Regions from separate parts of the Bactrocera dorsalis genome. Here region 2 is linked to region 1. The links are chromatin contacts, called in public Hi-C maps. All regions are on one chromosome and are shown on one strand. Each heading gives the region's core, a stretch centred on a gene start, on an enhancer-like site or on the middle of the called end of the contact. The rest is flanking DNA. Distances are from core to core; before and after follow the strand shown.

What was found. Hi-C and Micro-C count contacts between places; a contact is called where the count stands out from the background.
Region 2: a contact with region 1 is called in a Hi-C map of whole body, with 3 times the contacts expected there. The contact joins the promoter of LOC105231012 here to the enhancer-like site in region 1. A contact is called at or near these places in 2 of 2 Hi-C or Micro-C datasets (both in whole body).

The regions. Positions count from the first base shown.
Region 1 is chr2:23,467,962-23,475,744 of ASM2337382v1, forward strand. The region is part of intron 2 of LOC105231011 (G protein-coupled receptor kinase 2); the gene reads right to left. Among protein-coding and RNA genes, the nearest start is that of LOC105231011, 47 kb to the right of the region's middle. Within about 2 kb of position 3,445, the one cell type or tissue checked has open chromatin away from gene starts, as enhancers often do.
Region 2 is chr2:23,514,419-23,522,201 of ASM2337382v1, forward strand. It overlaps LOC105231012 (polyribonucleotide nucleotidyltransferase 1, mitochondrial), which reads left to right and starts at 5,128. Exons shown (of 7, transcript XM_011212085.4): 1 at 5,128-5,326; 2 at 5,395-5,814; 3 at 5,874-6,417; 4 at 6,473-6,600; 5 at 6,659-7,204; 6 at 7,265-7,622; 7 at 7,683-7,783. The coding sequence starts at 5,196. LOC105231011 (G protein-coupled receptor kinase 2) reads right to left here and starts at 4,517. Exons shown (of 13, transcript XR_007421778.1): 1 at 3,211-4,517.

The sequences.
Region 1 (7,783 bases), core at 2,195-4,694:
CAAAGACCGGCTGGCAAATACGAGAACTGCACCCTTTTACCAACACAAATGCAATATAAATACATTATATATGTATGTGTGTGTATGCAAATACTTTTGTGTATTCAAAGGACCTCAACAAGGCTCACTCACTGACTCACCTCTCGGCAGTTGCCGGTTGGTTGTCGGCTCTTATGTATATACGTGTGTGTATGTGTCTATATGGCGCACCCTTTGCATTTGCGTGAAACCGCACAAAATTACCGTTATACGTTTTGATAACCATTTGAAAGGACCTCTCCCTACCTCGCGCTGCATTCTCTACTTTAGCCGTCACTTTCGTCCCACCCTACTCCTTCGGCATCCGTTACAGCCGTACGTAGAGTCATTGCTCTTTTTCGTTTCCTCGCTTTCTGTTGCAGAAATTTGTACAAGCGTCAATTCGTCCTACACATTTAAAATAAAATTCTCTCTTTTTCGAATAAAAAAATTGGAAAAAACGGTACTTCAAGTGCGAGCTTGTTAAGTTTAAATGCAATGGCAGTAAGTAGAAAAAAGTCGAATCAAATTTACCAGAATTACACATTAGGCTTGATTACTTTGCTGCCGTTCACGTGTAATTAGAGAGAAAGCGGTAGCGAGGGTGAGAGAGAGTGAGTGGTCGAAAATGCACCAAAATGTTCAAGTGAGAAACACGAAATGTTTGAAGAGTGTGCAAAAAAGCAATTTACATTTTGAAGTGAAATTTTTTCGTGCTTTGTTGTTGTAGTGCCTATTCGACATATAGCTGTGGAGTGGTCGGAACTTGTTAGCTTTGATTGGGCGAGTGCTGGAGTGCACAACAAAAGACATCCTCAAGTGTGGTAAATGGAGTAGCTGGACAGAGTCTATGAGCATTTATGGGATTTATGGTGGGTACTCCTTTCACAAATGTAAATATTTTCTGCAATTTCATACAAAGAAATTTAATTAAAATTGAAATGAAAACGTTGGATGCGTTTAAAAATGAGCTTTTGTTCTAAAATGTATTTTCTTGGGCGTTCATCTCTCTACTTCAGGCCTTGATATTTCCTAATAAACCCTTTTTAAGACAGTATATCATCCTAAATGTAGCCAATAATTTTTTCTTTCGAATCATATATGCATAGCGATTTTAAAAGCTTGCCTACAATTAGGCGCTGTTTGGCCAAGTCACTTTCCCAAAATTTACGGATAAAATACGAAAAACTGGTTCTATTAAGGAAATCTTCTGGTAATATAGAGGATTTTAGAAATTCTAGACCACTTACGAACGGTTAATGCAGTTTAATTGCAGAAAGTCGGCATATTAATGAAAATAGAGTGATACATTTAATGGTAGATGTTCCATCATTACACTAGAGAAATCTCTTTTGAGGAATATATTCGAAAACGTAGAGAACAATAAAAACATATTTTTTCTCGTGATATAGAATGCCACCTAGAATCGAATCAAACAAAACCCGCCGAAAGAATCCAGAAGGAATCCGATACATTTGACGTTCTGGAAGACCAGATTTCAAAAATCTTGATACAATAATAGAAATCGTTGAGTCCCAGTTAATTAGCCGAAAGTAAAAAAGTTCGTTTTGTACCATACCAATAAACCTTGATATTAAAGGAAGTTTGACGTATGGTTTTCAAACGAGTTAAAGCAAAACCCTCATAGCCTGAATTGTCAGTTGCGATTCGCAAATGATCCGTAATAAAATTTATAGATTTCTGAAGAAGTTGGTTACAGGTGATGAGAAGTGGATCACTTACGACAACGTCAAGCTAAAACGATCGTGATCGAAGCGCAAGTGAGAATGGAGAATGGAAATGGAAGGGTTTACTATATGTTTGATGGGGTTCACAGAGAACCATCTACTATGAGTAGCTCCTTTACGGCCCAACTAATAGTCTGTACTGCCAATAATTGGACCGTCTGAAGGAAGAAATTTTCTAGAAGTGCTCAGTTTTGGTTACTGAAAGAGGAATTATGTTTTATCTACAAGATGACAGGCAATACAGGTCGATAGTGATTAACCAGAAGCTCCGGGAGCTTGGCGAGGAGATTCTTAAGCATCCATATAGAATTTAGACCTGGCATAAAGTGATTTTGCTAAGGCGCAAGATTTTGGTGGTGAAAAAATCGTATATGTTTTTTGTCAATAGGGACGAATGCTTCTATGAGAATGGCATTAAACTGTATGCCATCAAGTTATATGTCATAATTGTGCACATTTCATTTAAATCTGATAATTCTCACTAAATAAATTTAACTTAATGCATAAATAATGGATTTATTTTTATCATGATGATTTGCTCTTGAAAGGACGAAAGAACAGATAAGGAAAGGCACAGAAAGGTAAAGAAAGATAAAGATAGAGAAAAATAGAGAGAGAGGCGCAGAGACAAAAAAATAGATAGCAAGATAAAAGTAGAGTAGGGCATAGATAGATAATGATAAGTAGACACTAAGATAAAAAAGACAAAAAGAAAAAACGAAAGGTGTAGAGATAGCAGCAGAGAGAAAGAAAGAGAGGGGGAGAGAGATAAAGAGAGGGAGAGTGATATAGATAGAGATAGAGGGAGAAATAAAAGATGTAGAGATAGCAGGAGAGAGATGGAGAGAAAGATAGAGATAGAGAGAGGGAGAGAGATAGAGATAGAGATAGAGAAAGGTAGAACGAAAGTGAGGGAGGACGAGAGAGAGTGAAGAGGAGAAAAAGTGCTAGGGGAGAAGGAGGACCACAAAATGGAATTTTCTATTACAATGATCGATGTACTTATAATAAACTCTTTCACATTCGAAAGGTGCGATTCACAACCGAAACTCAAGTAGAGTGAAGTGGGCTCGAAATTGATAACGAATATTTTACCGTGACTAAGCAACCATTCACAAATCAATCAACTAATCACATGAGATAATGACTAAGCAAATTTGATAACAAATATCGAAATAAATCAATATTTTGCAAAACACCGTGGTGTCGCCTTATGTGCGCGCTGTCCCTTCAGTGGTCATATTCACGAATTTCAATCACCAAATCGCCGACATCGAATTATGCGCCTTTGCTTTTATTATTACTGTGAGTATTTGAATATGCAATTATATGTTATTCGCTAGATACTGTTACCCAATGAGAGGCGCAAACATTGCAAAAAGTTGGGAGCGTGCTGGGCAGCGAGCGAACACAACGCTCAAATGCAACTATGTATTGTGTAGCTGTATGAGAATGCTAATTTCTTAAGGCAACAAAAGCAACAAACACAAGAAACAGCAGTAGTGAAAAAAAACGGTAGCATGCTAAGGTAACAGCAGCAGCAACAACAATAACTGTTTGCAAACAACAAGCTACAAAATAACAGACGTGCCAATTCCCGCGCTTATCGCGTCAGCACAGCCCAAAACACACACACATACATCCATAGAAGCGCTTGCACATCCATGCAAATAAACATATGCAAACAAACAGCGGTGTACAACAACAACAGTTGGTCTGTGAAGCGTGTTGCGGTGACGCCAATGCCTCGAGAAGTCGATGGAAGTGCCGCGTTGCTTCGGTTGGGCAACGACAGCATTGTCATCACTATTACCATCTAACTATGTACTTGTTGGTGCTTGGGCAAGACGAGCAATTGTTTGTGCATACAAAATATGCTTGTCTAGATGTAAATATTGGTGATTATAATTATTATTACGAAAAATACGAGAATTATTTGCTTGTTTATTGGAAGACTATTCAATAATATTTTATTTTGTGCGATAGGCCGAATTTTCGCGACAAAAGACGATATATACTTCGCCTTGTGACTCTAAGGTGCTGGCCTCACCGCACTTTGATTGCAGAAGTCGAATAAAGAAAATAACCCCTACTTACTTACTACTTTCTCTTACCTACTAACTTTTGTTTTATAGACATCCCTAAATGTATAAATGATCAGAATTACTATTTGGAAATTTGAATGATCGAGACTTTGTAACATCTTGAACATGCGATAAATTCTGATTTAAAACCTAAGCTCTTATAGCGTTTTTTTAACAAGAGTCTTCTTTTTCTTTACTGGTGTAGACAACGTTTATGTGTTTATAGTCGAGTTAGTAACAACGCCAGTCATTTTTCTTTTCGCAAGGTGGCGCCAATTGGAGCTTCCAAGCAAAGCCAGGTGCTTCTCCATTTGGACTTTATTATCACCGGCATAATTTTTGAAGAAATATGGATCGATGATTTCACCAGCCCACAAAACACACCCAATCGTTCGTTTCTCTGGATGAAATGGAAGCTCTTGAATCTCTTCAAGTTGCTCTTTACCCCAAATGCGGGCATTTTGCTAGTCTACATACCTATGAAGATAGAAATGGTCCTCATCTGAGCTGAGCAAATTTGGCTCGAAAATGTCGGATCTTCTTGGAACTTGTCAAGCGCCCATAGAGCGAAGCGACGTCGCTTGGGGAGGTCGAGCGACTTCAGTTCTTGCACAAGCTTTACCTTCTACGCTTTCAATTTAAGATCTCGGCGTAAAATGTGCCAAGTCGTTCCATACGTCAGTCCGAGTTACTGAAAACGGCGCTGGATCGATTCTTCACGGTCTTATTTGAGCTAAATAAATATAGAGATTCACTTCAACCAGTTACTTCCATTTTGTTTTTTTTTTTGAGAGCTTGGAGGATTTAATTGGTTTCATCGACTTATTTTCAATAATATTTTTTTCCAATAAAAAACTTTTTCCAAATTCGATCATTGAGACCTCATTTCGACAGTCCCTCGGAAAAATGTACCTCCACGTTGACATCAGGGCTTCTTACAGGCTCAACCGAAGTAAAAAGAAAAAATACGGATTTGTAAGACTCCAAACTAGGTATTGAACGAAGGAAAAACAAAAAAAAGGTGAAAATTTTTTTTCAATTTTTTTGAAAGAAGACAAATGCAAATTTGTGTGAATATTTGTCGATTTTTTGTAATAATATTCTTCGTTTAAGATCTTCCAAAAAATATCTCGAAGACCGGAGTCAATTAAGATCAGTTAAGTAGTTGGCAAAAAGACTTGACAACATACTTTGAAAACTCAGTTTCGAGAAAAACGCGTTTAAAATTTCGAGTAACTTTATAGCTGAACTTAAACGCGCAACTTTTCAAGACTGTATTTCCAAAACTGTTGCTCGGATCAACTTAAGCATTTAGAACAATTTTCCAGAGATGTTATAGAATAAGACAATAAACTGCGAAGCCTTAGAAACCCTTTACATAGTGTACCTTTTATATTGCGGACACTCAAAATATCGATTTGATAAGTCACCCTCCGTATAGTCTGGACTTGGCACTGAATGACTTCTTTTTGTTTCCGGTCGTAAAAAATAAATTAAGAGATCAACGTTTTTCGACAACTGATGCGTTCAAAAGACATGTTTTGAATGGTTCAAACGCATCAAAATTGTATAGATCTTAATGGAGAATATTTTGCGAAACACTGAAACGATTTTCGCTTATTACAATTTATTTTTCTTCTCAAATCTCGAAATATAAAAGTCAACCTACCTGATCTGGCTTATCAACCAAAAACTCAGAGTACATTGAATTTTTCTACACCGAGTAGAATTAATTTCTTTTATGATCTTCTGGTGGATAAAGAACTGTTCCAGTTAATTACTTCTAATTCCTCGATATTACTCTCCACAAACCAGATCTTTCGAAAAACATATTCTTTCATTTCGCTCTATAGTAACTCTGTCAAGCATAATACATGAAATTCTTACATTTCTTTAGACATCTCCAGAGCTTGTCATAAAAACGAGCTGGCAGATTGAGAAACATAAAAGAGAATTTCATACCGCAAGTCCTACACCTTAAGATTTCTGTTCTCCAATGCAAAGCTTCATGCAAATGCTAACTAATATTGTAATTCAATGAAATAAAGCGGAGATTAATGAAAATCGTAGGACGATAAAGACACCGCGATGTTGCGCAACGGCGGGGTGTGGCCGCAAGTGTGATATTTTGCGGCAGCTTTGGCGCTTTGTTGCTGCCACACGCTATCGTGCAGAGATTCAATAAAATGTCGTAAGCGCATTACGTGTGACACCAATGGCGGAGCGGTGGACGTTAGAGGTCATGAACAACGCCGAGCGCGTGCAGTTATTTTGCCTTTGAATTATTGCGCCTAAGCGTTTGGTGCTTTTTATTGTTGCGTCTTATCTTTTATTCCATTTACTGATTCTTTTCATTAAATTCTTCTTTTTAATTGAGATTTTTTATTTAACTTTTCAACATTCGGTTGTCTGCGTTGTGATGTTCAGTAGTTTATTGGCGTTTTCTATTGTTGTTATTTATTTTTTTTTTGGAGATATAAGATTATTGGCAACGCAGCAGCCAGCAGTGAACGCCTACAGCTGCATAGACTGCTTAACGCCACAGACGCCACTGCTCACCCTAATGTCGGCGCCGCAATCACAGCGCTTCTACTCAGTATATCACTTCAATCTCAGCAGCCGCCGCTGTCTCCCACTCTCTCAGCTGCCCCGCTTCACTTTCTTCACCAAGTGCATTCAAGAGCTATACGCTCACCTTTATTGTCGTCATGGCATTCGCGTTTTGTCGGCATTTCTTTAACAAATCAGCGCAACAACAATACAAAGGCACTTCAGCTGAGGCGACGACAATGCAATGACTATTGGCTATGGAATTTTCGTGCTGATTTGTAGCCGAGAACACAAGACTCGTACGCTGCTGCTTGCTTTCGCTGCTGATTTGAGTGGATTTTTATGAATTTTTAATTGAATTAAATTAACAATGGCACAACTTGTTAGACGCGATGCTTCTTCACACAATCGCATGGCTTATTATGAAATTTCGGACGCACACATATGTACACACACACACAGACGCAGGCGTATAATCGACTCTTTATACATGAAGTGGCTGGGAAACGGGGTTCAGGTTTACTTTTGTTTTGCCGTTGTTGTAGTAAGAGATATGCCAAACAAGGTCAATGCTAAATGACTTTTAGAATTTCGTTATTTGTTCTACATGCAATAAATTCCATGAAATTATTTGTCAATTTATTAATTTCATTACGTCAAAGCGCGAGTCTTGTTGCGTCCAAAACAAGTCAGCGCAAATATAATAAATTACTTTGTTTGTTGGTTTATTTATTATTTTTCCTTTGGTTTTGTCTTCGAAAGTAAGTCAGGTTTTTATAGGATATGCTATTTCTGGCTCATCTCTGCGCTTTTATGATTCAGGAAGTTTTTGAACGGTTTTTTGGTATACTAGCATATATTAAACCGCTGATTATTTTTTAATTATTAATTTCTAAAAAAAACACAGTTCCTTGGTAACTTCGCCAATAACTCCTAGAAGCAAAAGTCGGATACATCAGCAGTTAAGCATATCTTTAAATTTCTTTAATTCATGCATTTTCTGGTTATCCTAGGAGTTACACCACCGCCTTTTCTTTTACAAGCATCAATTAAGCTATCATCATAATGCTTCTGCTCTCTGTGACAATTCATCAGCAACTTTTCCAACCTGCTGAATGGCAGTGATTGCCTGTTCATGAAGAAGTTCGAATAGCAATCGCCCGGCTGAAGAACAACAAAGCGACGTGGCCGATTGATTGCCGCCCGAGCTATTCAAATACGACGGCGAAGAACTGATAAGGTGCATGCGTCACCATCTTTATAGAATATGGTCGGACGAAAGCATGCCTGAGGATTGGCATCTAAGTGTGCTCTGGTCAATCCACAAAACGGGAGAACCCACCATCTGCGGCAATACCGTGGGATAAGCCTCCTCAACATCGT
Region 2 (7,783 bases), core at 3,878-6,377, 48 kb after region 1:
AGCTGTCAAATGCTATGCGTAAGCATACTTTGGGTCAAAAGCAATTTCGAGAGCGAACATTTGAAAGGATACAAGTGTTGTATTTCCAAATGAAATACAATGCTGCAAGCAAAAGAATTCTATTTCATTCATAGCTTTGTAACACACCAATCTATAAACACATGTACAACGCAAAGATAACGGCTTTCCCATGAAGTGGCTAACGCCCACGAAGAACTCGGTGAGCCTACAAAATAAAATTAAATATGTAAATTAAGGAAATTTTCAATAAGCGTGTGAATGGGCAAGCGTACGAACTACACCGCGCCTTCAAGTGCACAAACATACACACAAACACATACACACTTGCTTAATCGCAGTACAAATGAAGTGGAGTAGTTGGCATGAGTGCGCCTCGAGTGGCATAGTGCTGATTGCAACTGCAGGTTATGAAGAGTACGGTTGCGTTCCAGTAGCAGTTGTGCGCGCAGTGACAGCAAGATGTTAAATGTCAAGTGGATTTGAAACAACAACAACTCTGTGGACTTGCTACCGTATGCTGTGGTGCAGTCACATTTCACTTAAACGAAACGGTGCGGTTCCGTTGCTGCAACTACGAGTGTCACTCGATTTTCCTTTATCAGCAAGAATCGATGTTGGCAGCGAACGTGCGGACTTGACGTTGCGATAGCGATTTTCTTTTATCTTGACTGCTTATAAAAGGCGCTGCGACAGTGATTGCCGAGTGCCAGGTTGCTGTCATTGCCAAGCAAGCGGATGTGAGAGCGTTGCGTTTTTAAGGAATTTAAGCAGCGTTTGACAGAAATGCTCTGAATAAATTTGAGAATAATCGAGGTGTACTTGGTATAAAAAGTGAATTGATGATGATTTTAGGAGTCCTGGATACATAAAAAAGGTGGACATGATTTTCGACATATCTTGTTGTTGTTGTAACGGTTACCTAGACGTCATTATCGTGCAATCATCAGCGTACGAGGTGACAGAAACTCCCTCTGGTGGTTGAGGGAATTTCGAGATGTAGAAGTTAAACACCAACAGAGAGAGAACATCAACTTGCGGAATGTCCTGTTTAATTATTCTCAATTTAGAATTTGTTGAAATTGGCGATATCGTACCACTATAGGATATAGTTGTCATTTAAACTGACCATCTTGTATGGATTAATACCCAAGTCAAAGCCACAATAGCCTGATATATTGTTGAAATCGGAATACTAAGCATATAGCTGGTGTACAAACACAATCAAAGTCAAGTCCTTGTATGGAAAACTTGTATATTTGACGAGATGTCTTCACGAAATTTTTAAACATTAAAATTTAAAATATAACAACAAGTTAATTTAAAAAATTAGATCTAAGAAATTAATTCTCACTACAGGCGATTTCTACATCATAGCAGTTGAGCAAATTTTTATCTGTCCATGGTCTGTCAGCGTCTGCAACATTCCTCAAAATAAAAAGAAATATATTAAGTTCATTTCATGACTTCTTTTTATATAAAACAACTACATATTAGTGCCCACTGTTGGTTTCCCCACCTTATTAAAAGTTAGGATTGGGGTTTCCTTAATTTTTGGGAAAATACTTTTTAACAAAGGTTCCCTTATCAAAGTAACAATGGAAAAACGTCTGAGATTAGCGAAATGCAATATGAGTGCGGCACTATCGTCCAATTCCAAATTAATCCGACTGTGGAGTAACTGATAAGCGGCGAAATATTAACGCGAATGTCTCACTGTTAGCGCTTTAATTAGACCGATGGATTTAAAGTGGACAACTTACCGTCAAAGCAAACGGTGTTGTAAATAAATATGCACACTCGCACATACAATTATACACATACAAGAATACATGTATTTTTAGGGAGGAACATTTCCACACACCAATTAGCATTACCACTGGTTATTGACAACTGTTTGTCCATTGATAAAACATCGTAGCCCACTTGGTTTATATGAAAACAAAACTTATAGCAGGAGAGCGATTGCTAACAAAACACAGCACAAATGAGGCTACAAAGCCATAAAAAGTAATAACACACAATAACAACAATAACACAACACACAGCAGCACATAATAACTTCAACGTCACAAATATACCAACAATAAAATGCCGCCATAATGAGGGAGCAAAAGTGGTAAGTGGTTGTTGGCGTTTGTGTGGTTGATATACATACATATGTACATAGCACACATGAAGTAGAGTTTAAAAACAAAAATAGGAATGTGTTCCTTAGTATATATGGTAGTCTCCTTTCTTAATAAAATTTTCGTACACAAAATGGTTGCAATTCCTGCTTTGTAGGTTAGGACACAAATTATGCACTTTTAATAATCATATGCCTACTATTATTATTTTTAGAATTTCGATTTTAGCTCTGACATTTTTTCTATATTGAGAGCACTACTTTTCCAAACCTACCGAAATAACTAAGTTCTACTGCTATCTTATAACGACAGCATTATGTGAAAATGTCGACACAATTTAATGCCAGTGGGCGTGTTACGAGCGTTTTTACAACTTGCCATTTATGTGGTTATAATAAAGTTATCAGCTGCGACAGTTTTATAGCAGTAGTCGATTAACAATATATGTATTTTCAAAAATATATTGCGAGAGATATCGCAGTTTAGAAGTATAAAACAGCTTTAAATTAAAACCGAAAATCTTTAAAGTAACTTTTTGAACATTGGTAAGCTCATATTCATAACTTCTACTGACAATGTCATGTAAAGTTTTCTATTGGTGAATGAAACCACTATACAGTAATTACAAGAAACAAAAAATAATTTTGTACTCATTTCACTCTGTATTTCCCAGCAGTTTTTACCTTGCTACGTCTAATATCACAAATTACGTTTAGTTGTAAAAAGATAATATAGTTTTCTTTTTATAATGAACTCGCTGTTAGCACAGATGTGAACGAACACACAATTAAAAAAAAAATAAGAAAGAGTACAATGCACAGATAACTAGTTTGACATTACCTCGTTAAGATCTTATCAGAAAAACCATGCAGCAACTGTGATAATATGTGGTTCACAAGCAGCAATTTATATAAATAAACACTAATATTAGATTTTTAAGATTAAATCAAGTATAACTCAGGTGTACTGACCTCCTATGTGACTAGGAGTAAAGTCAACGAAAAGAAAAAAGTGTAAATAACAAAGAAGCTATAAAAAACATCGTAAAATTTTTATGGCTCACCTTTATGAAATATGTTCAGTTTTTTGAAATTTACCGCTCTTTAAAAACACTAAAAGCAAGAAATCCAATTGACAGTTTTAATTATATTTTAATAAATTCATTAAATGCACTTGATATTAATGAGGGTACTCGTAATTAAGCAGTTTACGTTCAAACTGTCGTAAATTGATTACTTCACTGAAATATAATTTTGATAATTTACTACTTTTCACATAAAATATGCCAATATGAATGTACACTTTTAAGCTTAAAAATAATTTATTTCATTAAAACCTTTTTTATTGTGTTTAGCACTTTAGCGGCTTACGATAATTCAAAAAGTGTAAAGCGCTGCTTATAATTGTTGAGAGTTTAATTTTTTTGCACACTCATTAGCGCTCTGATTTTCTAACAGATTTTGCAAATTATGTGGTATATTATACAAGGAATGACTACCACAAATCTAGCAATAGATACGGTCGCCAAAAATCGGACACGATTTTATACAAACAATCTTAATGACTGCACCAAACACTTGACGCTTGTTAAACTGTTCAAATTGCGGTTTTGCGAGAACTCGGTGAAATATGCGCTGAATTCCATACGCGATAAGCCTTATAGCAAAATGGGTCGTTCAAACACAATACTTCGCATAAAAATCACTCTAATCAAAGAATTTCATTTATGATTCACATCAAGTATATGTACTCGTATCTGTTATTTGCTTTTAATTCACAACTACTGATTGATATTTTAGCATTTCGATTTCATAGCGTTGGCCTCAATAAAAATCATTTGTGCCGCACACATAATTTTGACACTGTCTTTTTGGGCTTGTCGCCGCCGTCGCTGCTGCTTATGCTAACGTCGTCGTCGTCGTCGTCGTTGCTGTTGCTGTTGCTGTTGCAATTTTACTTTTGGCCAACACACAGAATAAACTGAACTTTTCTCTGCTTGTTCTCTTCCACTCTTCTTCGTTTTCAACGTCGGCGTTTTTTATGCACTAGGCTTTTTCACTACCACTTTGCGTTTGCATTAACTTTTTAGCCTTTCCTTTAATGTGTTTTTTATTCCGCCAATACAAAACACGTACGCACGCACATACACAGACTTATTTCCAATTTTACTTTACGCAACATTTATTGCACCAGTTGCGAAAGTGTTGTGATATAGAAGCGATTTCTTTTTATTATAACACCGAAATTTATTTGTGCAATTACCACCACATATTCTTTAAGCAAATTTTCCCCAACGAATTTCCACGAGACCCGAAAACGACACTATTGACACTATCACTTCTGCTTCTCGTTAAAGAATAACCAGAATAACCGAAAAACTGAAAACTGCGAAACCGAAAAGGCAAGGCAGTCAATGAAAAGCTGTCAAACGTCAAAATGTTTACATTTGCCTTTTTGACTCTGTTCGTACCTTCTACCGATTAAATATCGATATAGTTCAGAGATGTATGTACTAAAAGTGGGTGTTGAAAGAAAAATATTTGAAAATGCAATCAAATATTTCATATTATACCAAACGTAGCTTAGAATATGTTTTGCAGCAGAAAGAGTATAGATATTTTATACTGAATTATTATTTTATCAATATGCGGCCGCAACAGTTTTAGTAAATCCACGAACCCTAAAAAACTTTTTTATTTTGGCAGTGTTGGTAAAGTTTTGAACTCATCTGGAAACATTGACCAACTAAGTTTTGAAGGGAAGCAAAGTAAAAGTTAACGCCAATTATCTTCAAATCTAAATACAGAACACATTTTACCTGATGCTTCTACATATTGAAAGAAAAATTTGTGGTTCGATTGCATTCGAAATACACATTTTTCTTTAAATTTCTTGCATATGTACATATATATATCTTATAAAATCGTGAGACCCCTCCCTTAATTAAGTCAAGTTACCACTGAAAACTAAAACAGCTGTTCGATTTCACTGTGACATACATACATATGTGCACTCAGATTCTTTTACTGCCGCGGTTTTTTAGCAAGGATGCTGGTATTTCCTCAAAGATGTCTGAAACTTCTAAAACTACAACTGAGATATGGCACTCCAAGTGGTGTACGTTACATACAAAGTGCAACCAGTGACTGCCCTTCGGTGGAAGTAAAATTTTCAAATGGGTAAAAGCAGCTGACAAAATTTGAAACACGTTTTAGTTAACGTAATATGCACAATATTCCTTTTACAGGCGTAACATGACTATAAGTTCCGGCAAATTTGCGCGTTTCGCCAATGGTACCGCTGTTTGTCAAATGGGCGATACTGCCGTTATGGTAACTGCGGTAGCCAAACCAAAACAAGCGCCCGGTGCAAGTTTCATGCCGCTCGTTGTGGATTATCGGTTGAAAAGTGCTGCATCTGGACGCATACCCATGAATTTTATGCGTCGTGAATTGGGTCCATCCGAGAAAGAGATACTCTCCGCACGTCTCATAGATCGCTCCTTGCGTCCACTTTTCCCTGCAGATTTCCGTACTGAAACGCAACTTGTATGCAATATGCTGTCAATGGATGCGATATATTCACCTGATGTCCTAGCCATCAATTCCGCTTCAGTTGCCTTAAGTCTCAGTGACATACCTTGGAATGGACCAATCGGCGCAGTACGGTAAGTAAATTGTGGGCATTGCAGTAAAATTATGAACTTATATAATAATTATTCATTAGTGTGGGACTCTGTGATGGTGAAGTTATAATCAATCCCACAAGGCGTGAACTGCAAACATCCCAACTGGATTTGGTGGTGTCCGCAACGAAACAAAATCTCGTCGTGATGCTTGAAGGCAAAGGCAACATTGTGTTAATGCAAGATTTGCTCAAAGCCATAAAGCAAGGCACCAGAGAGGCGCAACTCATCATCAACGATATTGAACGTTTGCAGAAAGCATATGGTAGAAAAAAGCGTGCCGTTGAAGCAGCACCTGTAGTAGACAATGAAATATCTGAGGCTGTGAAGAGCATGAGTGAAATGCGACTGCGTGAGATCTTCCAGGACGCAACACACGACAAAATATCTCGTGATAATGCCGTGAATGAAGTGCGCACAAACGTGATAGACAAGGTGTGGTCCTCTTACCCAGACACCGAACCAGCACTAATTGGCGAAGAATTTAATAAAGTCTGTAAAAGCATTTTCCGAAATCTGATATTTGAGGAGAACAAACGCTGCGATGGACGCGACTACGATAGTCTGAGAAATATTAGTTGCCAGGTAAAAGAGATGCACCAGTAACTCTTGTGCCAAACTCACCTCCACTCTTTTGCAGGTGGATCTTTACAAGCCGCTACATGGTTCGGCACTGTTCCAACGTGGACAGACACAAGTTTTTTGCACTGTTGCCTTAGACTCGCACGAAAGCGCCATGAAATTAGATGCTGCGGCAGCCTTGGACAGGTTTTCCATTAAACTATAATATAAATTTAACACAATATTAATTTGTTCCTAATTTTAGCGGCTTGAAGGCCAAAAACTTCATGTTGCACTACGAGTTTCCGCCTTATGCTACCGGTGAAGTTGGGCGCATCGGTCCTATCGGACGTCGTGAGCTCGGTCATGGCTCACTGGCGGAGCGCGGACTTGTACCCACATTGCCGCACGATTATCCATTCACCGTACGTCTCACCTCTGAAGTGTTGGAGTCGAACGGCTCCAGTTCCATGGCATCGGTTTGCGGCGGTTCCATGGCACTAATGGACGCGGGCGTGCCGGTCACCGCACCAGCTGCCGGCGTTGCCATTGGCTTGGTAACGAAATACGAGAATAACGACACTAAACACATGTCGGATTATCGCATTTTAACAGACATTTTGGGCATTGAAGACTACATGGGCGACATGGATATGAAGGTGGCGGGCACGCGCAAAGGCTTCACCGCTATACAGGCGGATTTGAAAATACCCGGCATACCGCTGAAAGTTGTAATGGAGGCATTACAAAAAGCGACTGACGCCAAAGGGCGTATACTTGATATTATGGGCGAAGTGATAAGGGAGCATCGGTAAAATGCGCGTTTTGCTTTTCCTGCATATTTTGAGTTAAAATTTCTACCCTTTTGCAGCAAGTATCCAAAGGAGTGTTGGCCTGTGACTGAACGCATAACCATCGAACCACACCAGCGCGGTCAACTGATTGGACCCGGTGGCATCAATCTCAAACGCATCTACCTCGAAACGGGCGCAACACTCACAGCAGAGGATGAGACAAGCTACAGCATTTTCGCGCCCTCACAAGCGGCCATGGACGAGGCAAAGGAGCATATTGATACGCTGCTGGTGAAGGAACTCATACCGGATTTGGAGTTCGGCGGCGTCTATGCGGCGAAAATCACAGAAATACGCGACACTGGCGTCATGGTGATACTATACCCCAGCATGCCGCCAGCGCTACTGCACAACTCACAGCTGGACCAAAGAAAGGTGCTTATAATGTTTACTTGACAGCTGCCTTTGTGTTTGTAAACGTGGTTTTGCTTACAGATTGCACATCCCTCAGCCTTAGGTCTGAAAGTTGGCCAGGAAATACAAGTGAAGTATTTCGGACGCGATCCCGTGTCCGGTTTCATGCGTTTGTCCCGCAA